Linked DNA regions of Danio rerio: region 2 is linked to region 1. Evidence: chromatin contacts called from public Hi-C data. All regions are on one chromosome and are shown on one strand. The core of a region is the stretch at or near the end of the contact, and the rest is flanking DNA. Distances in the headings are between cores, read along the strand shown. Region 1 overlaps atp10d (ATPase phospholipid transporting 10D). Region 2 holds the start of lamtor3 (late endosomal/lysosomal adaptor, MAPK and MTOR activator 3).

Region 1 (6,504 bases), core at 1,745-4,244:
AAAAATAAATATAAAAACATTGGGATTTCCTTTCTTTCTATTACAGACACCGTTGCCCTTCTTAACAATCCACAAAACAGTCAGTTCATGTAGCCGCGTGTGACTGTTTGAACAGACATAAACACCTATTAATAATAATAATATCTGAATATGTCAATCTTGCTGGGTTTTCTTTTAAAGAAATGAGCATAAAAAGTTAGGAAAGCAATCGAATACTTTCATCATAGATGTGTGCATTTTTAAAGTGACACCTCTGTTATTTAATGTAATCAAACGAACAATCAAAGTAAGATATTAATTTGCTGCTCTTTAATCAGAATACATTATACAGTGAAGGAAAGGTTAATGAGATTTGATAACTTGATTCAATTTCTTTATATTAGCTATTAATTTTAACTATTATCTAATGCATAATATTTATTCTATCCTTTGTTTATAATAATAATAATAATAATAATAATAATCATAACTAACCGTTTCGCCTGGGGGGTATCCCATATTTTTTATAGTGTAAAAGCAATTAATTTATGAAGCAAAATGTAAACATGCAAACAATGACGGAATATTGCAATGTCAGATGCTGAAGGATACATCAATGCTGACTTCAAAATCAGTTGACCTTAAGAGATGTAAAGCAGAATTTAGATACGGTTGTGCTATGATGTGTTTCAGCTTTGGAATGCTTTCAGATGCAGCCATATTTTTGTATTAGTACACCACAAAGACACAAACATTTGAAACACATTGTACTGTATAAACTTCACATGTCTTGCTTTGCACTAGTCATGAATCTCCATTCTCAAGGAGCTGAGATGGTTAACTACCAATGTGCCATTAGTAAAAGAAAAAGTAAAAGAAATAAATGTTGGATAAATCCAATGACTCTCTAACTTCTGTTTGTTCCAACTTACATTTTTCAGAGTGATGCTCTGTTCTCAAAATATAAGGTATTTGTTGTGGAGTGAATTAAAATATTATACATGTTTTACTGCTGGCAGTTAGCTCCCTGCAACTCTTACATGGTCAACAACAAGTACCTGGATGGAAGACCACATGGGAAAGCTAGGTTGCTGTCGCAAATGGTGTTAGTGAGACTAGCAGGGGGGTACTCAACCTGCATTCTGTGAGAGTCCCAATGCCCCAGTATAGTAAAAGGGGACTTTATACTGCTAAGTGAGCGCTGTCTTTCGGATGAGACGTTAAACCGAGGTCCTGACTCTCTGTGGTCATTAAAAACCTCAGGATGTCCTTCGAAAAAGTCTCGGGGTTTAACCCCAGCATCCTTGCCAAATTTTCCCACTGGCCTTCATGGCTTCCTAACTATCCCCATATCATAATTGGCTTCTCTTCTCCACCAATCAGCTGGTGTGCGGTCTGTCGCTATATGGCTGTCGTTGCATCATCCAGGTGGATGATGCCCACTGGCTGGTGGTGAATGAGGAGATTCCCTTAATGTGTAAAGCACTTTGGGCCCTATCATACACCCGGCGCAGTGTGGCGCAAGGCGTGACACAGTAGTCTTTTGGTAGTTTAAGCTTGGCGCAAGTGTCGTTTTGAGGCTTTGCACTACGCTGTTTAAATAGCAAATGCATTAGCGCTCATTTTTGCGCCCATAGGCGTTCTGGTCTAAAAAGGCGGACCGCTGGTGCGTTGCTATTTTGAGAAACTATAATAGATTTTTCATTAGACCAAAACTAACCCGGTCTAAACTCCGGCGCAGAGTTGCGCCTCGCTTACGCACTGCTTAATACGCACAAGAGAGCAATAGGCAAATATCTTTACATATGAAAAATTTAAATATTAAGAATATATATATAGGATATAATAAGAATAGATATAGGATATAAATATAAAGGATTAAAATATTACAAAACATATTATTTTTTTAACTTACATACATATATAAAAACCACTGCTTTTATGTCTTATTCATCTCGGGAGGCTTTTTTAGTTCATTCATAACAATTTGCTTTTGTATAATGTTATTATTATTAGCAGTATTATTTATTATATCCATATTTATATTTGTTTTATTAAAAATAAGCTTAGATTTGCCCACCTGTCAGGTTTTAGACCATATGGGGCACAGCATGTGTTTTAGGATATAACTCAAGTTTTTGAGCACATTTTGCTATTATTATTCATTTATTCGTTTGCTGAAAATTAGAACTGAATTTAGAAATAGTTTTGAAACGAATATTTGCGCTTAACAAACAAAAGTAATTATTTATAGACTAATTGATATCTGTGCGTAAAGGTTTCCCTATCCAAGAGCGAAAGTGAAAGTGATCCATTATCTCTCATTCTAACGCAATAAATGCTCTGTTTAACAGTTTTCTTGTTTTCTTTGGTTTCTAATCTGTTTGCTTGTGAAATGCTCATTTTTTCCACTTAGACTTACTTTACGTCCTGTAAATAGCGAATGCGCTCTTGGCGCAACGCAGCTGACTCTTAAAGGGAATGGGAGATGAGACTGTAATTGGTTTATTCTTAAAACACACCTATAACTCATTAAGAAAATGAACTCAACCCTTTTAGACCATGCGCCAAAGCGCAAGACAGATTTCCCGTCCTTAAATTAGCAAAAACACGTCCTGACACGCCCTGAAAGCATTTGCGCCCTGCGTTTTGCGCTTTGCACATGGACCGTCAAAATAGAGCCCTTTGAGTGTCAAGTTTTATTTAAAGAGTCACCTACTTGACAAATGTTGCACTAGTCTGATGTGTTTATTTTACAACAATGTAATTTTAGTCTGGAACAAGTGGTCAGTTTGTTCCAACTATTTATAAAAGTAATATATATATATAATTTCCCTACAGTTACCTTCATCCAACATGTCTATTTACCTTGCTGTCACAGTTGGCCATCAGTATGTGGTCTGTGGGTCTGAGGAGTTTGCAGGCAAAAGCAATATTAATAGCAGTCTCTTGTTTGTCCCCTGTGAGCACCCATACTTTGATCCCAGCTTCCTGAAGAGCCTCAATAGTCTCAGGCACTTCCTCCTGCAGGCGGTCTACAATACCCGTCGCCCCTGTAAGTCAATAGTGAGTTAGCCTAGGACAAACAACATATTAAAAGATTCCATTGATGTCCTCATTGTCTTCATTTCTCACCCAACAACGTGAGATCAGTTTCCAGTCTCTCAGCAGATTCAAGCAGAAGCTCCTCTCTGTTTTCAATGCTGGTTTCAGCATACTCGTGTCTCTTCATCCAGGCTTCGTATTCCTGCTCTCCCAACACCTGTCCATAATATCCCAATGATTACCACCAAAATTTGATATCATGTTAGAGACATTTTAATACATGCTGTCTATGCAAAAAAGATCATTCAAATAAGAGAAGTGAGAGTGAAAGACGTACTTTTTTAGCAACACAGAGAGTGCGCAGTCCCTCTCTTGCATACTGGTCCAGGTGTCTCTGCGTCAGTTCCATAACCTCCCTGGAGAAATCATCTTCAGCTGCACGCACGCACGCACAGGCACATACGCACACGCACACACACACACGCATGCACGCACGCACACACGCGCACACACGCACACACGCACACACACGCACACACGCACACACACACACACACACACACACGCACGCAAGCCAAACTAAATATTTATGGTTTAACAATGGTGGGACAATATTGCATCTGAATGTTTAACAAGCATGACAGGACAATAAACGATATCGATAATAAAGGCAAGATAATTCTCCCTCAATAAAACAATAACCCATGTTCTATGAATGTTCGATGTAATGTTTACACACCAATGCGGAACTAAACAGCGCAGCTATTTGCGTCATCATTCATGCAAACAAAACTGAGTTCAGGTGAGTTGGCGGAAGTTAGGGCTGCTCGATTAGGATTATTAAAATCATGATTATATTGGTCATAATTGTAAAAACGATTATGTATTGATTAAACAATTAAGTCAAAATTATTAGCCCTCCTTTGAATCTTTTTTTAATAAACATTTCTCAAAATATGTTTAACAGAGCAAGGAATTTTTCACAGTATTTCCTAAAATATTTTTTCTTCTGGAGAAACGCTTATTTGTTTTATTTAGGCTAGAATGAAAGCAGGTTTAAATATTTTAATTATATTTAATTATATTTTATTATTTAATTATATTTATATTTATATTTAATTATTTATATTATAATTTTGATTGTCTGCAAAAGAAACTACTGTTATACAATGACTTGCCTAATTACCCTAATTAAGCCTTTGAATCGTAATAAATGTAATTTTAATGCTTGGTTGTGTTTATAAGATGCAAAGCAATGTGTGCTCATATTTCACTTGAAGGAAATCAGGTTATTTTTTCATAAATCTCACTTTGATTATACACAGCTACTCAGCGTAACGTGAAAACGACTGATATATTTCCTAGTTCCTCTGAAATGCCCGTCCTCAATTGACTCTGATTGGTCATGTGTCATAATGTGCTGCGATTTGCAGATCAGCTCCACGTCATGCCCACTCTCTAAAATAAAATCTGACAAGTGTCTGTAACGAGTGAAAATGGGGTGCGGCTCCTTTAATAGAGTTTGCAATTGTGTGTGTGTGTGTATGTGTGTGTGAACTGTCCGTAGACGCGTGTAACATGAGAAGCGCATGTGCGCGGGAGCGATGTTTATTTTTATTTTTCTCTAATGCTTGGATGAGGTTATTTTCTTTAATATACAGTGATGCTGTTGACAGAAGAATAAAGCACAAGATGTGGGATGCGACCTGTGAGAGCCTTGATTGATTTTTCTGCTGCTACACGAGTTAGGCGAGCTCTCCTGTATTTTTAAAAAATGTTACACGATGTCTTTCACATATATTTGGAATATGCATGTGTAAGTAATATGAATCATTCACATATCTTTTGTGAGTTTATTGTCTGAGATGTAAAACGCATGAAAAAGCTGCCTATAGAGAGACATGCACGCACTGGTAAAGTGTGTGTGTGTGTGCACAGCAATTTGACTGATAAATATGAATTTGTAGCTAAATTGTTATCGGTGCCAAACAGTGTTTACCATTGTTTACATCTTAGCTACAGCATACCGTTAAGGCTAGACACTGTACATGTCATAATCAATTTTAGCAAATGAAAACACAAACAGATTGTGGCTCAGAGTTTACAGCTTCTGCTTGTTGGAGCTGCTTATTCTTTGAAGAGATTTTAACCGAATCCAGCACTGAACCAGCAGAGATTCTGGAGCTGTTTTGTTAAATCATGCTTGCTGTGTATTTTATAATTCTCTGGAACATAATTAATATTGAACTGTAAGCACTTCTGTCTTTGTGTCGTGTCCTTTGGAAGCCCAAATACAGAAACAGACGAAGCTCTGTGGAAACAGCAGCATTTGGACGTGTTTTAGCTCCCTCTGCTATAACATTACAGCGCCTCTGGCCACGGCCCTTAGCTGCGCAGTGTGTGTGCGCGGTAAAGGTACGTTTGTGATCTCACAAGGCCCGGAAGTATTTTTTTGTAGTCCCCAAAATTCGTTCATTGTAGGCTTTGCTAAGCTAAATCTGTAAAAACCAAGATCTTTGCATTGAACTTTGAGCATTTTACATTCAGAGATGTTGTTTATGTTTACACAGCTGCCTTACACATCAACTAAAGTTTAAAATATGATATCGTAGTGGACTACCCCTTTAATCAGAATACTGGTACCTTGAAAAATATCTAATAAAATATTATTTACTGTCATTGTAGAAAATCTTTGTGACTTGCTCCCTGAAGCCCTGCCCACTGTTTCTTGAACCTCTCTGATGCACACATTGAAGGCCACCCACATGGTCCACAGCTGCACCTTATCACTCCAATCATCAGCCCCTTTAAGTAGTGTGGCTTCAGAGTAGCAGTATGCTCTGGTCTTTCACTGCTCTGGCCTCCTCATGTGTTGGTGTGGCTGTGCGCAAATTTGAGTTATGCTTTCTAGTGTTTATTTACGAAGTATTGCTTGTATATGCAGTTTTAAATTAGTTTATTATCAACGTTGAGGAGAAATGGCTAATTCCCTTTAAACCCAGGTGAGCAAATATGTACATTTTCTACCCCATTAAAGGTTTCTTTCTCATTATGTAGTTAATAACAAAAGATATACTACGTGTTTTTGGCTGTGAGACGTAGTTTGGACTAACTTGTCGGCGATTCTTCCTATAGTAAAGTCATGCAATGTGAAAGTCCCTGTTGCCGATCCATCTTGCAGTGTAAACAAAGCAGCGACGAAATGCCAGCCCAGATAGTCATGCAGTGTGAAAACATCTGTGACAGGACTACTTTGAAAATCATGCAGTCTGAACACATGCGCAACAGCATGCCATCTTTCACGCTTTTAAAAACATGAATGACTTGAATGTACATCAATGACTGATGCGCATCCCATGCTGCAAACGTTACATTACAGTACATGCTTTTAGTAATATTCACGTTAACCTGAGATTTGCAGATTAACAAATGTAAAAGGGGCGGTATATGATGCAATAATCGTTTTATCTCGATTAATGA
Region 2 (6,504 bases), core at 1,816-4,315, 51 kb before region 1:
AATCTAGCGCTCACACATTTTCCCACTGCAAACACCATCAAACAATGAAATATCTCTTTGGCATTACGCCACGAGGATCCATATCTTTCATTTCTAAAGGGTGGGAAGGTTGTGTCAGCGACAAGCATGTGACAGAGAATAGTGGCCTTCTTGATCAGCTTTTACCTGGTGACTTGGTGCTCGCAGATCATGGATTTGAAATCGGAGACAGTGGTGGACTCATGTGTGCCGAATTGAAAATCACCGGAGGACGCAGACTTCTGGACGCTAAAGATGCAGTGGAAAAACAACAAATAGCTCACCTTGGGGTGCATGTAGATAGAGTGACTGGATGTGTGCGCACAAAGTACATCATGCTGAATGGGATTGTTCCTGTCAGCATGGCAGTCCCATGTGAAGGGGAGGACATGACATTCCTGGACAAGATTGTGACTGTATGCTGCGCCTTGACTAACATGTGCCCCAGCGTTATGAAAACATAAACTAGGAAATTACCAGTCCGTCAAATCAGTTTCTCGCAAGGAATGCCATCCAACATACAAGTTTGTGTAAATATGTTTGTGCATTCATTCTGTATGTATATAGACATTCATTTATGTATATATTGGATGTTTAAATAATAAAAAGTGCCTGTATATATGTATTTTTTTTCAGTGTTTCCAATAAGAAACATCTTTACTGTCTTTTCTACCTAACAGATGATAGATAGCTAGAGCCATTTACAGTGAGTTAAGTTAAAGTTAAATCATCATCTGCTGTAGTTAAATGGTAAAAAAGGTAGCACATTAAACCAAAACATTAACACAGATAAAAAAGAAGACATATTAGGTGCTGTATAACCCACTCCACTCATCTACAAACATAAAAACCACAAAATACTTTAGTTATCATGAACAGCAGCCTATGTAACCACCACTAGATAGCGCTGTTTGCGTGCACTGCTTGGGTAAAGTCTAGAGATGTCCAAACTAGCCCCATGGTAAGCTTTGATTTGGCCCATCTCTCTCTCTCTCTCTCTCTCTCTCTCTCTCTCTCTCTCTCTCTCTCTCTCTCTCTCTCTCTCTCTCTCTCTCTCTCTCTCTCTCTCTCTCTTTTAAATGATACTGCATTAGTTTATATAAAGCAATGCATTTTTCGTTTATGTAAATGAATTAGGAAATTACCCATAGCAACCTTAAAATTACAGTTTGTAATATTTACTTCTAGACCGCAGCATTCAATCAAGTTTGGTTTTTGGCCCTCATCATAGGAAAAAGTTTGGGCACCCCTCTTCTAGAAGATAAAGTCTAGATTAGATACATCACTGTAGCATAATTTTTGTGTAATGCTGTATGACAATAACATTTTTATAGTACTGTGACGGTTGGATTTAGGGTTGGGTAGACTTTAAAAAATACAATTTATTTGTTAATTTAATAAATAGCAAACAACATTCTGTACACCTGTTTTTTTTTTCATTATTGTGACTGGTTTGATTTAGAGTTGGGGTGGGGGTAGACATCAATAAAATACAACTAAGGGGGAATTTAAAAATATTTAATATAATTCTTGTTAACTTCGGGCCGCAAATGTATCTGATCAAGCAACAACCAGTCTAAAGGTGTACAGCTAGAATTGGTTAGTAAATGTTATTTTCTATTGGTCTAAGTTTATTTAAAATATTGATTAGAGGAGCGTTACCTAATAAATATCCAGGCCTGTAGCCAGCCTATTGTAAATAAGAGTGGTTCTTTTTTTCTGAAAAAGTGGACCTTTTTGCAGTTATTGTCGTCATTTAAGAACTAATCTTTGCTCCATAAGCTTGTTGGATGGTGATCATAACCACACTATTTTTGATGCACCAAAAATGTTTTCAATTTATATACAATTTAAATATTGTTATGTGATTATCATTAAAAAGTGAATATGAAAAAAACTTATTATCAAATTTATTATCCATCATTAAAAATAAAAATCTGGTAAAACTGGTTTAAAAAAATGGCATATAGGCAAATAACAAACTGGCTAGCTCATTCAACTTCCCTGTCAAAATTTGGCTACTTGAATAATTAAACATTTAATTTGTCTTAAAGCCTTTTCTATTGATCCTTTTCACAATTTATAATGGCATAGCAGTCAAAAATTTGATAATTTTTTCTATGGAGGACGAAACCTGCAAAAACAGTAATTAAATAAATACCCAAATAAATAAATAAATGAGTAAATAAATCCATAAATCCCTGCATAAATAAAATAATAAATAAATAAATGTGTGTAAAAATCCACAAATTTCTGCATAAACAAGTCTATACATAATTAATAGTGCGGGCAGGTAAATAACTAAATAAGTTACACGAGGGGAATAAGAAAAAGTTTATTTTAATTAACGTTTGAAAGAGAGGAAAAATAAACTTTTAATTTAGCATTTTCTTATTCCCCTCGTGTAATTTTTTTAGTTATTTACCTGCCCACACTATTAATTATTTAAATATTTATTTTAGCAGGAATTTGTGGATTGTTTATATACATTTATTTCTTTATTTGCATATTTATTTATTTAATGTTTTATTTAAGCGAGAATTTATGGATTCATTTACTCATTTATTTATAATTTGCGTATTTATTCATTTATTTATTTATTGTTTTTGCAGGTTTCGTCCTCCATACTTTTCTCAATGGTAGGCTACTTAAAGAACTAGATATTTATTTAAATACCATTAGGAGAGTACAAACAAAAAAGCTGTTATATCTGTTGACACATTTAAATTAGCAAGGCCTAGCATTATTTGTAATAGTTTGTCTATTTTATTATGTTTTACCTACTGTGTTGTTGTACTTTTATTACTCTATTATGTTTTTCATATTTGTTGCATGAATTAAAAAGCAGCTGCAGATACGCATGCGCACATCAATATATCACAGCATACGTTTTGCGACACTTCAACAATAATAATCGTTTTTACGTTACTGTGAGGGCAGACGTTAAGTAAAATAAAATTAAATAGGTAAAATTATGAAAAATACAATAATTCTCGTTAATTTGATCGTGACATTTTAACGGATATGACGTACACGGAAAAGCGTATGTATTTTGTCATGTGATGCTCGCACAGAAACGCAAGAGAAGAACTTTTATAAAGCGTTGAGTTCAGTTGATGGTAAGTCTGTTGCCTTTTGTGTATTATGACTTTAATAGATGCTTTCTGGGTTTATAACAGTTTCTGGATTAGACATGTCTGCAGTTAGTAAGTAACGTTAAACATGTTGCCAAAGATGCTGGTAAAATGCTGTTGTAATGTCGTATAATCTTCTACGAAAATTAACCATGGTTTTACTATAGTAAACGTGTAGGAATTATGGTTTATCTACGTATTGATTACCAATTTTTATACGTTAACTATAGCTTTATTACTGTTGCATGCTTAATTCGTGTTTACCTTGGATTAACTAAAGTTACCATGGTGTTTGCTTTTATTTGTAGTAAAACCATGGTTAATTTTCAATTAGGGTAAAGTTGGTTTTATTTTCACACATTTCGACATTCTCCTTAATAAAATAATTTCTGAAACGTATTCTTTGCAAATACTAAGTAGTGAAATCATATTAGCAGTCAACATCAGACTACACGATTGTTTTTAGTCAAATAAATAGTGGTAATGTTATTTTGAAGTCATTCTTACACATATTTTTCAGACCCAATGTTTTAAAGTACCATGGTAAACAATATATGGGACAAAATCAAGTTATCACTGAACGAATATGCAAATATAAAACCAAGTTTACCTCAATTTCCTATGTTGTTTACCATGGTACTTTGAATATTCAATCTGAAATCACGTGCAAGTATGACCAAAGACTATAGAACACATATAATACAGTATGCCTTAAAGGGACTTTGGTAGACTTGAAAACAACATTAGCACTATTTATTTGACTGTGAACAATGTTGTACTTTGATAGTCATAGGCTGCTAATATGATTTCACTATTTAGAATTTGGAAACAACACTTTTCTGAAGTTATACCATTAAGAAGAATGTGCGAATATAAAACCAACTTTACCTCAATTATTTTCATGCCATGTCCTTTACTTTTCAACTTTTTCCCTAGAGTGTGCTGCAGGCGACGTACATAATCAGTCCAATGAATATGGCAGATGTGAGTATATTTGTAAATTAATTTTCTGGTAGTGAATTTCTCATGAGTCTAATAATGTGTTTTGACTTGATTCTTGCAGAATCTCAGAAGCTATTTGTATAAACAACTACCAAGGTAAAGACATTCTTTTTGTATTTTAGACACATTTTATTTCATTCATTGCCAGATGTAATGAATGCTGATTTCTTTATTTTTAATCTGTCATCAGTGTTGAAGGACTTCATGCAATTGTGGTGACAGATAGAGATGGGGTCCCTGTAATCAAAGGTGAAAACCAGATCTCAGATTTTTACATTTTTGTGCATACTACTGGTCAAATGTATAAAAACAGTAAGATTTCCTTTACTTCATTTAATTAAAACATGAATGTAGCAACAACAAAAAAAAAGTTTATTCCTTTGAATCAAAGTTAAATTGTGAGTATCATTACTTTCTTTAGTCTTCAGTTGGGCTGCACGATATTAGAAAAATCAAGCATTGCGATAATTTTTTATTTTGCGATTTGAATACAGTTTCACCAGATTACTTGAATATCTCTATTTGGAAAGATTTTATAATATTAGATCGATTGGGATGATTCTGCAATGGGAGTGTATCTCCATAAAATACAATAATCTATAAACGTTTTGGGGCCCCTTACACATTTTTCATGTGGTCTGTGCTATTTGCAGAGCATTTCTGTATTTGCATGTGTTGTGAGTATTTTCATGCACATGTTTAATCAGCGATTGATGAATTAATGTTAACTATTTGTATCTCAATAAAATCGAATGAACAATCTATATACTTTTTGGGTCCCCCGACACATTTTCCATGTGGTTTGTGCTAGTTGCAATTCACTTCTGTATTTGCATGTGTTGTGAGTATTTTCATGCACAACAATCTATAATTGCAATCAAGAAAAAGATACAACTGAAAAAGTGTTTGATTGTTTCAGTATTTCCGTTTAAGAATTGAATTTATTGAAAGGGATAGCCCCTTGAGATGAATCATCTCATTTTCGAGGGGGTCCCTAAAAAGTTCATAAATCAAAGAGTACAACACATCATAACGTACATACACTTAACAAGACAAACTAACAATCAAACAAGCAGCACACTCCGCCTGAAACACTTCCCACAATCTTAAGCCTAAATAAACAAAAACATATAATCAAAAGTACTAACAATTTGATATACAAATAAATAATAAACATTTAATTTGGAGTCAATATTAATAACATTCGCAAGTTGTTTCCAAAAAAGAAAATAAATTAGCTCGAAAAGACTAAGTGATTTAATTGATCCAAAAAAAAGAAGGGAGATCGTTCCAGTCGGAAGGAGCTTTGTATCGAAAGGACCTACGGCCACTTTCTGTAGAAATTCTGGGAACAAAAAAATAATTCTGTTGCATATGACGAAGCGAATATGATGAGGTAAATGGAACAAAAAGCTGCTTTAAATAAAGAGGGGAAACTAAAATAAACACATTTAAAAAGAAACAAATACCAATGATACTGTCTGCAGAACTTAGGTTGAAGCAAACCAAGTGTTTCGTATAATATTGAATGTTGGGCTCTATAAGGACATCTTAAAACAAATTGACACAAAGAATTGAAGCAGTATTTAAAGGTTTTAAATTAACATCAGAGGTAATGTCATAAATAATATCAGCATAATCAATAATAGGAAAAATTAATTGAGAGATCAATTTTATTCTTACTTTAAATGAAAAACAATTAATAGAACGATAAAAAGAACCTAAGCAGCGATATGAATTTTTAATTATAAAATCAATTTAGTAAAAAATTCAGTTTGGTAACTGAATAATAAATATAAAAGTAGTTCTATAAAATTAACCATTATCAAAGTTACAAATGGTACTTAAACTTCTTACGCCTGAATGTGTTTAAGGTCATTATACAATTATTATTATTATTTTTTTTTTTTTTAGCTCATTATACAATTCCATGCATCAAAAACATGCAAATAATGAATTTTAATCCAAACTCAACATTGCCTATATTTGTCATGTGACTATTGCGAATGATCAATTTGCAATGTTGATGCTGATATATTGTACAGCCCTAGTCTGCAGTGTCACATGGTTCTTCAGAAATCAATCTGTTATGATCAGTTATTATTGCTAATCAATCATTATTAATAAGTCATCTTATCAATATTATCAGTTTCCCCACTTCATTGTTTTGTGGAAGCTATGTTAAATGTCACTTTTAGAATTCTTTGATGAAAGGAAAGCTCAAGCATCTACTTAAAATAAAGTCTACTTTTTATGTTCTATATATGTATGTTAAAATAATATGTGTAGTATATCTATGTAGTAAAGCTCTGAAATGTTGCTTGTGTCCACTCTAGTGGCTAATGACAAT

The links. Hi-C and Micro-C count contacts between places; a contact is called where the count stands out from the background.
Region 2: a Hi-C map of an unstated tissue shows a contact between it and region 1, with 1.9 times the contacts expected there. The contact joins the promoter of lamtor3 here to the enhancer-like site in region 1. A contact is called at or near these places in 2 of 18 Hi-C or Micro-C datasets (caudal fin and an unstated tissue).

The regions. Positions count from the first base shown.
Region 1 is chr13:12,851,376-12,857,879 of GRCz12tu, reverse strand. It overlaps atp10d (ATPase phospholipid transporting 10D), which reads right to left. Exons shown (of 21, transcript NM_001145607.1): 11 at 3,362-3,459; 12 at 3,115-3,241; 13 at 2,848-3,032. Among named protein-coding and RNA genes, the nearest start is that of dapp1, 22 kb to the left of the region's middle. Within about 2 kb of position 2,994, at least 4 of the 62 cell types and tissues checked have an H3K27ac peak or open chromatin away from gene starts, as enhancers often do.
Region 2 is chr13:12,902,469-12,908,972 of GRCz12tu, reverse strand. lamtor3 (late endosomal/lysosomal adaptor, MAPK and MTOR activator 3) reads left to right here and starts at 3,065. Exons shown (of 7, transcript NM_001431069.1): 1 at 3,065-3,137; 2 at 4,091-4,136; 3 at 4,216-4,250; 4 at 4,345-4,403; 5 at 6,491-6,504. The coding sequence starts at 4,128. si:dkey-20i10.7 reads left to right here. Exons shown (of 4, transcript NM_001327796.1): 4 at 1-670. The coding sequence ends at 482.